Linked DNA regions of Mus musculus: region 1 is linked to region 2. The links are chromatin contacts, called in public HiChIP or PLAC-seq maps. All regions are on one chromosome and are shown on one strand. Each heading gives the region's core, a stretch centred on a gene start, on an enhancer-like site or on the middle of the called end of the contact. The rest is flanking DNA. Distances are from core to core; before and after follow the strand shown.

Region 1 (6,460 bases), core at 3,686-6,185, 490 kb after region 2:
TAAGGGGACAGTCACACGTTTGTGCTTGAGTGTTGAGACTATGGAATGAAATCTGACCCTCTAGATATGAGCAAGTATGTTTGAGAATCCATCACTGAAGGAACTCAAATTCCCCTATTGATGAATGCTCAATGATACTGCCTACAGTGTACCTTTTCTTTTCCCTAAAGGAACATTTAACCCAGATCCATCATGGACATATAACTCTGTAAGATAATATGAATTAATTAATTATGAAAAATGAAATCGAAACATTGCAATCACTCCAAATATATTTCACATCCAAAGCTCCTATTACAAAATATGCTTGAAAATGTGTGTGTGTGCAGTTGATTGCAATATAGGGTAAAAACCCACTGAACCTAGCATGGAATTGAATCTTAATGTTACTTTTCATTCTTGGTACACCTTTTATACATTGAATATGATGATACTTACCCAGTACCATAAAATAAACACATTATGGAGGCCACTGAAGGTGGAGACATACTTCTTAGCTTAAGGAGGAAAGTGTGCCTAAACCCAGGGAGTCTCATAAGAATATGGTACAGCCTAGTGTGTAGGTGTATCGCCATCGCTCCAGCGCCCAGGAAGCCGAGGCGGAAGGATAAGGAATATGAAGTCAGCTTGGGATACAAAATAAGACTCTTTCTAAAAACAAAACAAAATCAACCAACCAACCAAACTTGAATGAGCAACACACACACACACACACACACACACACACACACACACACACACACACACACACACACAGAGAGAGAGAGAGAGAGAGAGAGAGAGAGAGAGAGAGAGAGAGAGAGAGAGAGAGAGAGAGGTTTTCTGGTTCTTTCTCTGTAGGTTTCCACATGTGTGAGACTTTATAAGAAAGCAAAGGTACAGTTGAAATACTTGCACACATTGTTTGAAATAGTATAAGAGCCTGAAAACTTGGATTAACTTACAGATCCGCGGAGCTTGTTCCTGAAGAATTTGTACAGTGATGTTCATAGGGTGCAGATACAAGAAGCCTGACTTATTAATGTTGAAATCTTTTCATAGTATTAAAAACACGCTATTTTTGAATATATTACCCTTCACATTACAAAGAGTGAGCACTAAATTTTATTTATGTAAGATTTTCATTTTACATTTAATTTAATGAGTGATATCAAATTTTATGGTCCCTGTTTTTCAAGTTTTAATACTCAAAGGACATCAGTAATGTGCTGACTTGACATAAGGAACCCAGGGTAGCAAATGGAGTGATCAGCTGTGGAGCTCGTCCTGCTCTGACTCCGAGGCAGAGGTCCTGCCAGGTAATAAGACATCAGAGCCTCCTTTACGCTCATGAAAGACACAGCCTAGATGCTGCCTATCTAATGTTACAAAGACCTCCAAGGCGCTCAGAGACTGGGAGTGGGGAGCAGTAAGGCATGTTTTATAGATGCTCTCTGGGTAGTAGAATGACGGGAGTCAAATCATAAAGCACAAAGCACTGTGAGAAACATTGTCATAAAGGTGGGAAGGTGTGCAATCTGTGGCCAGGGTCCCGGTCTCTAGCGCTGGCTTCATGCTCTCGCCTCGAATCGTAATCTACTCAGAGGGGTTAACAAATTCATGTGACTGTTTCCTATCTGTACTGCTAGCATCTTTTTTTTTTTTTTCAGGGTAGTTTTCAAAATTAAAAATATTGATACATTTTTTTAAATCCAGAAAATATAATAATAGATACTGATGAATTAGAGGTAGAGACAATTTAGCCCCCCCCCCCATAATATGGGCAGCAAATCTTTTGTGTTAAGTATTGTTATGCTATTTTAGGACATTTGAGTGAGCAAGGGTTGCTCTCTGAGTTTTTTCCCTAGACCCTTGGTTCTGTCCAGGATGTCAAACAGATTTTCAGATTGTCCATGGGTGGCATTTGTTAACACAGTTATAATGTGCCACGTGGAAAACTGAATATTTCCATGAATTGTTTACTCTTTTTATCCTTGCAAAATGCCTGTGAGAGAGTGATTACTAAGACCATCCTCAAAGAAGAGAGAATAGCAACAAGAGACTTAAATAAGTAATAAATAACTGAGGTTGTATTTAATCCCAAAGTAAAGGCTTTTTAAATACAACTGACTCTCAGACCCCCTAGCTTGTGCATCGGAAGGGAAACCAATGGTCACCACTTAGTTACCTTCTCCCCCTGCTTTTTTGTTGTTGTTGAGGAACTTGGAGTAAAACCTAACACAAACAATAAAAGCTGCAATATAAGCTTGTTCAATACCCCCAGGGAAACATTGAAAGAACTCATGTTTTCATTTGCTAAATCTAAAAGCCTCAGTTTCTTTATCTATACATTGGGCATAACATTTCTTGTATAGAATTGTTGCAAACCTCACATGACACACAGTTTGTGTCAAGTGCTTACCAGGGTATCTGGACCGTGATGGCAGCTGGTATCATTGCTGTTATGTCCTGGAGAGCTAGAAGTTTCCTTAGAAGAAGAGGAAGTGGAGAAGGGAGCTTAGGGAGGAGAGGAAATTCAGGAATGCCAGAGTAGTGTGAGGAGAAGACTGCAAGTCCCTTACACTGGTGCCATGAAGATTTGTATTCTGTTCTAGGGTTATTCAAATTTGCTTCCTTACTACTCCGGTTGCTGAAAGCTGTGTCCTTTTAAAACATATGGGTAAGTATCATATTGTGTGTGAAAATTAAAGAAGCACTTGTCTAAAAATATGTAACCTGGATTCTATTCCTGGCCTAGCTGCAGACTCCTGTTAACTTATTAATATGTGCATGCCTCCGTTTTCATATGTACATATAGATTTAACTCTTCCCCTCCTGCTTGGAGGAATTTTGGTGAGGGTGTGGCGTCTGTATACTCCTGAGTACTATTGAAGTAAATAATAGGAATAAGTACAGTAGAGTTCATGTTATCATACCGTTTTAGTAAGAAAAGCATTCAGTGATGGAAAATTTCAGGTTTCTTTGTGATTATAAACAAAAAATGACATTCAACTGCTTAGTTAGAGTGTACATTCCTATGGATAATTTTGGTTCCTTATCACAATGTCATGTATATAAATTAAAGATTATTGTAAAACATCCACTCTAGAAAACAGCCACTTTGCTGTGCCTTAGCAGCACAAGGCTGGAACTGCCACAAATTCAATCAATATGATGTAAGGGCACAAACTGACTGTCACATAAGATAATTAAATTGAGGCAAGTAGTCTGAATTCTTAATTTTGGAATTATGGTAGAGATTTTTAAGTCATTCTGCTACCAGCTCTTTTATTTGTAACTTTTTCTAATCTGGAGAGTAAGCCAGTGCCTTGGGTATCCCAAGTAAGCATGCTGAGTGACATTCCCAGGTTTTATCTATTGTTTGTCTGTCTACTATCTGTCTGTCTGTCTATCTATCTATCTATCTATCTATCTATCTATGGATGGATCTAATCTATTATCTATCGATCTTCCTTTATGTATCTATTTATATATCATCTATGTATCTATCATCTAACTATCTAGTATCTATCCATCTGTTATTATTATCATCATTATTATTATTTATTATTATTACTATTATACTTGATTCCCATATGCCATAATCAGGATATTTTAGTTACTTGTGGAAAATTAAATCTAAACACATATCATGCTTGTATGTGCCATGGCTTTATCCTCTGTCCTCTGTTAACTATAACCTGCTCTGGGGGAAAACATACTGAAAACCATCTCCAGGCAATGTAAATGTGTTTCTCATTAAGCTGTCCTTCTTTGCATTCACAGAGGTTCTAATTCTGAAGGGAAGGTTAACCTTTTTCTGGCAGCAGCAGTTCCAGTTGTAGAGAGAACGTGCTATTGATTTCTTAGGATTTTTGTTTGCCAGTCTTCTGACTGGTACACAAGATAAGGACATGAAAAAGAATGAATAATGCATATACCTCCATAGGGGGAACCTCCCGCTCTGCCTGTGTGGGAAATAGAGTTTCTCTTGTGTTCTTTCCTCCCGAATGTCCTGTGAGTTTTCCTTACTGCAAAGAACTTGACTCTTGGTTAAATACAGAAAAACTACACTTGTGATATTCAGTATCTTCTATGACTTGGATATTTTCTGATTTACTTACATATTCTTTGTAAATTCAAGTAATATAAGGACACCTTATAGCGCCACACCATTTTAAGTGTTATGCCGACCTCAGCGGGCTGTTGTGGAAAACATGGCCAAGACAGGGCTGAGTATTCTGTGCTCTATAAAGAGATAAAAACATTGAATTTAATTAAAAACGACTTGATTACTTGTGTGACCTGACCTTGCTTGAGATGCTGATCCTAGAGGACATTTTGTCATGTACGTCATTTCTACAACACAAGAGCACAGTTCATCTTCACCTGGTGAAATTGTCCAAAGTAATTATAAGAAGAGGTTTTCAAAGCGTGTGTGTGTGTGTGTGTGTGTGTGTGTGTGTGTGCGCTGATGGTAACACGAGCAAAAAAAGGGTTCTAGCTCTATCCCAGACTTCTTGTTTCTGAGGTAATGGCTATGAATTTCCACTTGGGCCCTATTCCAAGACTGTACTTCAAAATGACCTCAATGCGTGCTTTAAGATACTTCCACATGGATGCATAAAGCTCACAGAGCTCTGTGCTCATTCCTGCTAATTTTTGCACTCTTGAGCATATGAGAGCAAACGACCTAACATACCCACTTTTTCTGAATGTCAGAGGAAAGCACACCTGTTTTTGCGTCTTTACATCTTCGTGTCTCCTCAGGGGGTGACGCCTTTAGTTGGGGGATTTCTGGTTGGGGGAAGAGGGTCCGCACCACAGTCTCAGTCAAAGTGATTATTATCACACTGGTAAGTTTCCACTGTGGCTGCTGCGTGTAGGCTGTGAACACATTTGAAGTCAGCAGGAGACCGTTAGAAACCTCCCCTCCGCTGAGGAGCCTTGCAAACCTCTGCTCACCAGAGCACGCTCATCAGCTGCGGTCAGTGGCTTCTTTGTTCATCCAGGGCTGTAATGTCGCTTTAAACTGTCTTCTGTCCCACAGAGCACACCCTCCTCCAAAAATGAAAGAGGAAAAAGAAAAAAAAAAAGCACTACAAACAATCCCCATGAGTGTTTTTGAATTCTCTTCTGTTAATCTTGTTCTAATGGTATGAGGTCTTGCCAGGAGCCATTTGTGGTTTAGACACACTAAATAACATAACATTCACACAGTTAAAAACAATTAATATCAAGTATCAAATCAAAGGCTGGGTGGGGCAGAAATCAGATTAGTTGTCTTTTCTACTTGTCGTATGGAGAGGGCCTTTCAGTCTTTACAACTTGCCGATTGCTACAGGAGGCAAGCACGGTGTTCTGTAGAAGATAGAAAATACTTATTAGTGACATAATTGCATAAATTACAGACTATGCTTGCATTGTTCAGTTATCAGCAAAAGATTACCTTGTTTCAAATATAAATGACTTCAGTTGGTAGATCCTACCTTCTTTGCAGCTGGCAGGGGACATAGCAGTACTCTGACTCCTAATAATGTAAGGGATGTTGTTCTTGGTTGAGAATATTGATTTTTTTTTCTTTTATCAAATAGAATTTAAGTGGAAATTCCACTAAAAGTAGAAACTTCAAGAGGAAAGCAAGTAAAGTCTTTCTAATACAAAGTAGCACTAAACTCTTAACAACATAGGGACACGTTTCCCATTAAAATACTCTTTAAATTTCAAATTATGGGCAAAATACAATATTGAAAAATTAGTGTAGTTAGAGGTATTAATCTTATCAAGTAGCTAATAATGAGACAAATCAAATCTACCAGCAATATCTGCGAAAGCAATGTTAAATCTCACTGGGGTACTTCTAATATGTTGTTGGTTTTACTTGTCTACTGTTTGCCTTCTTATTAACAAACTATAATATTATAAATCATAAGCTTTGGAAAGCTACTGAAAGGGTAATGAGAACTCTGTCTCTAGAGTCACTAAATCCACAAACCATCATTAGTTTGAAAACGTGAAATTGAAGCACATTCTCTCAATATATTGTTGACCGAAGCTCCCATTTGAGTAATTTTATCTTTGGAGTTTTTCGGTAGAACTATAGATTTCATTATTCTCAATGAGGGTTCCCATTTTTGTGACTTCGTGTAAGTGGGATTTTAGGCTAAATATGTTGCTGAACTTTGCTGTTGCCCTGAAAGAGATACAGTTATTCCTACTTCAGCTTTGTTTTAATAATAATCGAGGCTCCAGGCAAGAGAAGAAAGTTCTGTTTTTTCTTTTCTTCGTGGAGAGGCAGCTCTGGTCCCCACTTCTGCTTTTGACCTGGAGCGCCTTTGTGTGTTCTGCTTGCCCCGAGTTTCTCTCCTTCAGAGTCAGTGTTGGTAACTGATTCTTCTAACCTTCCCTACTTCCTGCAATATTTCCTTGTGCACTACAGCTACTATTGGGTAACAGGGAACATTTTCTAAGTTGTCTTCGA
Region 2 (6,148 bases), core at 945-3,444:
TGCTAATGAACCAGGCACACTGTTTCTGCGAGGATTTTGTACCAGTGTTAGTGGGGGAGAGGAAAGAACCAGGACACAACAGATCACCTTTTAGTTTTCCCAGAAGGAAAAGTGAGCAGTAAGATGAAGCAGGGAAAGCCATTAGGAACCGATAAAGGAGAGGGTCAGGAGAAGAAAGTTTCATATTCCATATAATAGTCTACAAAAATTCCATACTCCAGACTCAGCTTGCTTCAACATAATTGTTACATATCACACATGCATAGCTCACCTTTTAGTTAGACCAGCACAGTGCAAAAATGAGGTTAGATCCTTGTGAAAGGTTCAAGATCCTTATCAGTCTCCTTTGTACGCGTACCAAACATTTTCCCAATTAAACAAAAGAGTTAGATTTAAAAAAATTATCACCTCTCCTGGGCATATATCCAGAAGATGTCCCAACTGGTAAGAAGGACACATGCTCCACTATGTTCATAGCAGCCTTATTTATAATAGCCAGAAGCTGGAAAGAACCCAGATGCCCCTCAACAGAGGAATGGATACAAAAAATGTGGTACATTTACACAATGGAGTACTACTCAGCTATTAAAAAGAATGAATTTATGAAATTCCTAGGCAAATGGTTGGACCTGGAGGGCATCATCCTGAGTGAGGTAACACAATCACAAAAGAACTTAAATGATATGTACTCACTGATAAGATATTATCACTGGATATTAGCCCAGAAACTTAGTATACCCGAGATATAAGATACAATTTGCAAAACACATGAAACTGAAGAAGAACAAAAACCAAAGTGTGAACACTTTGCCCTTTCTTAGAATTGGAAACAATCACCCATGGAAGGAGTTACAGAGACAAAGTTTGGAGCTGAGACAAAAGGATGGACCATCTAGAGACTGCCATATCCAGGGATCCATCCCATAATTAGCCTCCAAACGATGACACCATTGCATACACTAGCAAGCGTTTGTTGCAAGGACCGTGATATAGCTGTCTCTTGTGAGACTATGCCAGGGCCTAGCAAACACATAAGTGGATGCTCACAGTCAGCTATTGGATGGATCACAGGGCCCCCAAAGTGAGGGGCTAGAGGAAGTACCCAAGGAGCTAAAGAGATCTGCAACCCTGTAGGTGCAACAACATTATGAACTAATCAGTACCCCGGAGCTCTTGACTCTAGCTGCATATGTATCAAAAGATGGCCTAGTCAGCCATCACTGGAAAGAGAGGCCCATTGGACACACAAACTTTATATGCCCCAGTACAGGGGAACGCCAGGGCCAAAAGTGGAAATGGGTGGGTAGGGGAATGGAGGGGGGGTATGGGGGACTTTTGGGATAGCATTGGAAATGTAATTGAGGAAAATACATAATAAAAATATTTTTTAAAAATTATCTACTTATAGAAAAGGCAAAATAAATTTAAAAACTGCTTCATATTCAAAGGCTGGTTTTTATTTTGTCACCTGATATTTCTCTTGGAGAATCGCTTCCAGATATGTTTATAACATTTTCCCTTATCAAACAACTCAGAGCCTCAGGGGTGTAAGAAAGTACTCTACCACTGAGCTACCTCCCCGGCTGCCACAGGCAATTTCAAATGTTTATTTCTGTCCATACATTGTGATAGGAGAATAATCATCTCCAAATTTACATATTGGCAGTGGTGCACGTGTGCCAAGGTAGAAATGAGCTATCAACTCATTTAGCCCAATCACAAAATCTAACTTTCCCTAAATATTATAGTGATTATTAATGATGGAACATACATTCCTGATATCATTCAGGAAAATCACACTTTGTCAATCAAAAAGCATACCGCCATTCCTCCGGTCAGCCCGTGTTGTCTGATGATACCCTGTCTGGGTCTCTTGCCTGTTCACTCTCTATGCCTGTCTCTGTCTCTGTCTCTGTCTCTTCTCTCCTCCGTCTCTCCCTCCCTCTCCCCGTCCCTCCATCTTCCTTCCCTCCCTCCTTAGTCTGCCATGACTCAGTGCCCAGAGTTATGGGATATTGATGTTCTAAACTCTAAAGACGCCGCTCCCCTTGTGCCAGTCTCACTTTCACCACATCTCTATCTCTGCCACTCAGCGCTTTTGGACACTTTCTTGGCTTCTGAGAGCTACTGCCTGCATTCTCTTTGCTGAAAATATCACTACTCCACCTGCACCTGCGAGAGCCCCACTCCATCATAAGTACATCCTTTCTACCTCTCCTTTGATCCTTTCTGTGACAATTCTCGTGCTTGCACATGGTTAGATATCTGTGAGATCCAGAAAGCATCTGCCAGATTGTTGACAGGAAAATATCGGGGCCCACACAATGGCCAATCCAGTTTAATTCAAAGCTGTAGGCAGATCTCGCAAGATCTCAGTCGCTGGGGGCTATCTACTCCCAGAGTGTTTGCATTTTTCTCTTTTTTAAGTTTTCTTTCAATCTTCCTTTCCTTTTATTTACTTTTCCTTTTCTTTAAGAAGACAATTCTTTTATCAAAGTGTAGTTTATTAAAAAGCCCAAGACATCAAAAATGAAGAAACCCACTCATGGGCTTCCATCTCTCTGGAAAATAACTTCGTTTAGTCGTATGCTGCAGTATTGCTCTATCCTACTCTGTCATACTAGATTTTTTGATAGACTATCCTGGCTCTCTCTGGCTCCTCACTTACAAAGTGGGTTACCAGTTCTATTTACCCCTTACTGTTTCAGGAATTATTCAATAGACTAATAAAACCATGAGTTGGAGCAGTTAAGATAGGCAGTCAGTATTCGGTTAGCACAGTGGAATTGAAAGAGCAGGAGAATGAAGCCACAAGAAGACTCTTTCAAGTACTGGTACCATTGGCTGAGTTCAGCGTTTTCAAATGAGAGCCACGGTATACCCACTGGGATAGCAAATATTTACATGCTGTTTTAAAGAATGCCCACTTATTAATTTACGGACACTGCTGACTGGTCTAATTATGCTTACTCTTTAAAATATCTGCTAGAAATAAAAAAGCAAATGCATTTATGAACACATTTTCAATTTTCCAATCAATTAGCCCTGCTAAGCAACAATACAGTATCCAAATACTCACTGGATGCTTTGGCTTTCCTCTTTAGCATGGCAGAGTTCTACCAGGAAAGAACACCGTTCCTCTAAACACAGTTCCTTGGCACTGGCAGGTAAATCCAGTCTGTGTCTTCTTCTTCTCTGACTGATCCGCTTTGCATCACCCCCAAAATAAGTTCCTAACACTGTGCAGCAGTGTTAGAAGGAAACATAAAATGGAGGGGTGAGAGCTTGCTCCAGATAGTTAATCTGAAAATAAGACATTCTAGTGACTTTGTCACTGTAAGGACAGAGAAAAGGTTGTCTCAGATATGTGTAATAAGTCCTTTAACCAGGCTAGAGTAAAAGTACAAAGTTGAATTTTATAAATAAAAGGCAAGGAAGGGACCATTAGGTGGTAGTCCCCATAATACAATTTCAGAAGCTCTGTACAGCAGTCAGTTGAGTTGCTGGATGCTTCTGCAGGGTCATTTCAAAGCCCTTTGTGTCTCTGTGCAGCAGAGGCTCAGCATAGTCTGAATAGTGTCACTTGGAGCAGACTGCCTCCATCGGCGACCTGTTGATGATCAGAACAAAGCTTGGAAATGGGCAATAGAGGCTGTCTTCCAGCAAAAGCTAAGGCATTTTGCATACATCAAAGAAACCCCCAAATCAATGGCTTTCCAATTTTAGAATGCAAATGCATTGCTTAAGGCATTTATTAGAGTGAATGAAACAGCCTACAATAATGACAACAATGTTTTTTTTTTCCTTTTTTTTTAATTAGGTATTTTCCTCATTTACATTTTCAATGCTATCCCAAAGGTCCCCCATACCCACCCCCTCAATCCTCTACCCACCCATTCCCCCTTTTTGGCCCTGGCGTTCCCCTGTACTCGGGCATATAAAGTTTGCAAGTCCAATGGGCCTCTCTTTGCAGTGATGGCCGACTAGGCCATCTTTTGATACATATGCAGCTAGAGACAAGAGCTCCCGGGTACTGGTTAGTTCATATTGTTGTTCCACCTATAGGGTTGCAGTTCCCTTTAGCTCCTTGGGTAATTTCTCTAGCTTCTCCATTGGGGGCCATGTGACCCATCCAATAGCTGACTGTGATCATCCACTTCTGTGTTTGCTAGGCCCCGGCATAGTCTCAGAAGAGAGAGCTATATCTGGGTCCTTTCAGCAAGATCTTGCTAGTGACAACAATGTTTTTATGTGACCATAAGGGTACCTAAAATTCTATACTCTGTACTCTACATTTGTGCAATCAGACTGAGACCCACCCCTGCCTTTCATACTGAGGATAATTTCAGATCTCCATCATTTGTCCCCAACTCATCCTTCTTCTACTTTATAGTCACTATACGGGCCAACGTACTTGCCCCTTTACATTTTGTTCTGAACCTGACATCTTCTCCTTGAAGAAACCTCCTTCTGTTTACTAAGTTTAGTCTTGCTATACACTGATTTCTATGTGTCCACAATTCCTCAGGTGAGGCTTCTATGGCACTTGGCAAGTAGAAGTCAGGGATCCACGTTCACTAAATACTGTGGAAGGGGCCCTGGGATGGACCACTTAGCTGCATTGCATGTAAGCATGCTGAGTTAATATGTAGCAGACAGCTCACAGATGACTGAAGGGTTTCCCCTTCTTCTTTGCAGTCACTAACATATGACCACCGCATCCAATCTTCCATACCTCCTCTACCACATGACTTTTGTGACTCCTTTTGCTTCACCATCTATCAGCCCTCTCCTTCTATCAGAGGTACTCTGACCCAGGTTAGGAAGGGAAAGAGGATCTCTGGGAAGAAATCACATGAGTGTGGCCTTAACTTTAGGGAATAACATTGTGACGTTGTTCATTCTTCGTATCTCTTCAGTACCTTCTCATCTCCTCTTATTCCCTAAGAAATTAGCCTCTGAGGCTTCCCTAGCGAAACAAGTTGTTTTGTTTGGGCAGAAATTGCTAACCACTTCTTCTCATGAAAGTGATATGAGTGTTCTGGTCTCTTTCATTCGATGTACTCTAGAGAATAATGGTTTAAGTTCCATAGTTTATTTTATTTTAGTTTGCCATGTAATAGCTTACTATTTTATCAACTAAATCATTTTAGTAAAATTTCTCATCTATTTACTCAAGGTCTTTATGAAAAGTAGTGGATCACAAGCAATCCATTAACTCAGGCACACATGCATATTTGATAAGTCTTTAAGAATTTAAGAATTTCATATGTATGCAACATATTTTTGGCATATCCTCCTCTGCCCACCCAGAAACTTTTTCTTTAATGCAGAGCTTCTAGTCATTGCTTCCAGTATGTGCATGGGTTTAGGGCCATCCATGGAACATGAATAATCTACCAAGTGCAACCCTTCTGATGAAAACTGATTCACCAGCTGTAACCACCAGCTGCCAAAGGATCCTCTGTAAAGGGTGGGGCTCTGTAAACCGCTTCAGGCATATGTGTTTTTAATCTTATACTCCAAACAAATAGGAAATTGTGTGTGCATGTGTGTATGTGTGTTTGTGTGTGTATGTGTGTTTGTGTGCACATATGCTTTGCAGATAAATAAAAAAGTGTATCTTTGGCAAATAAGGGCACAGCCTTATTTGCCAAAACTATACTATGTAGTTTAACAAATAAGATGAAATTTCTTTCAAGATATGACCAACTATTTTTTGAAAAGATAACATAATAATCTTTTGAAGTGTCTGAGACAATGAAGTGAGGGAAACAGACAGGCTTTGGTAAATCTAATGCAGTGGAAGTTGTCAAGTTGCAAGCTTAGCAGAGACTGCCATCATCTTTCAGAGCCTGTCACACTGCTAACAGCAGCAATATGGACTCTGGTCAGATCATACCCTGAGAAGGAGGCACTGAGAGACAGCTCAGCACGTCAGAGGAAGAACATCCTGCTCTTACAGAGGGCACAAGTGCAGATCATACTAGGACTCAATGCCTTCTTCTGACCTCCACAGCCACCTGCACTCACACGCATATGTTCCCGTCGCCCCCAAACACACACTTTAGAATATAATGACTCTTTAAAAAAAAAAAAGTATTTGCCGCCAATAGGAATGATATACCAAAAATCCTGATCAGAAACA

What was found. HiChIP or PLAC-seq counts read pairs in DNA pulled down with a chosen protein or histone mark.
Region 1: an H3K27ac HiChIP or PLAC-seq map of T-cell acute lymphoblastic leukemia shows a contact between it and region 2, with 6 times the contacts expected there. The contact joins two enhancer-like sites. A contact is called at or near these places in 3 of 115 datasets of contacts at active chromatin or transcription factors (T-cell acute lymphoblastic leukemia, acute myeloid leukemia and regulatory T cells).

What each region holds. Positions count from the first base shown.
Region 1 is chr1:69,764,091-69,770,550 of GRCm38.p6, forward strand. No RefSeq gene overlaps it. Among named protein-coding and RNA genes, the nearest start is that of Gm29822, 20 kb to the right of the region's middle. Within about 2 kb of position 4,936, at least 41 of the 459 cell types and tissues checked have an H3K27ac peak or open chromatin away from gene starts, as enhancers often do. A contact at or near this core is called in T-cell acute lymphoblastic leukemia, where this site is marked.
Region 2 is chr1:69,278,912-69,285,059 of GRCm38.p6, forward strand. No RefSeq gene overlaps it. Among named protein-coding and RNA genes, the nearest start is that of Gm28497, 150 kb to the right of the region's middle. Within about 2 kb of position 2,195, at least 2 of the 459 cell types and tissues checked have an H3K27ac peak or open chromatin away from gene starts, as enhancers often do. A contact at or near this core is called in T-cell acute lymphoblastic leukemia, where this site is marked.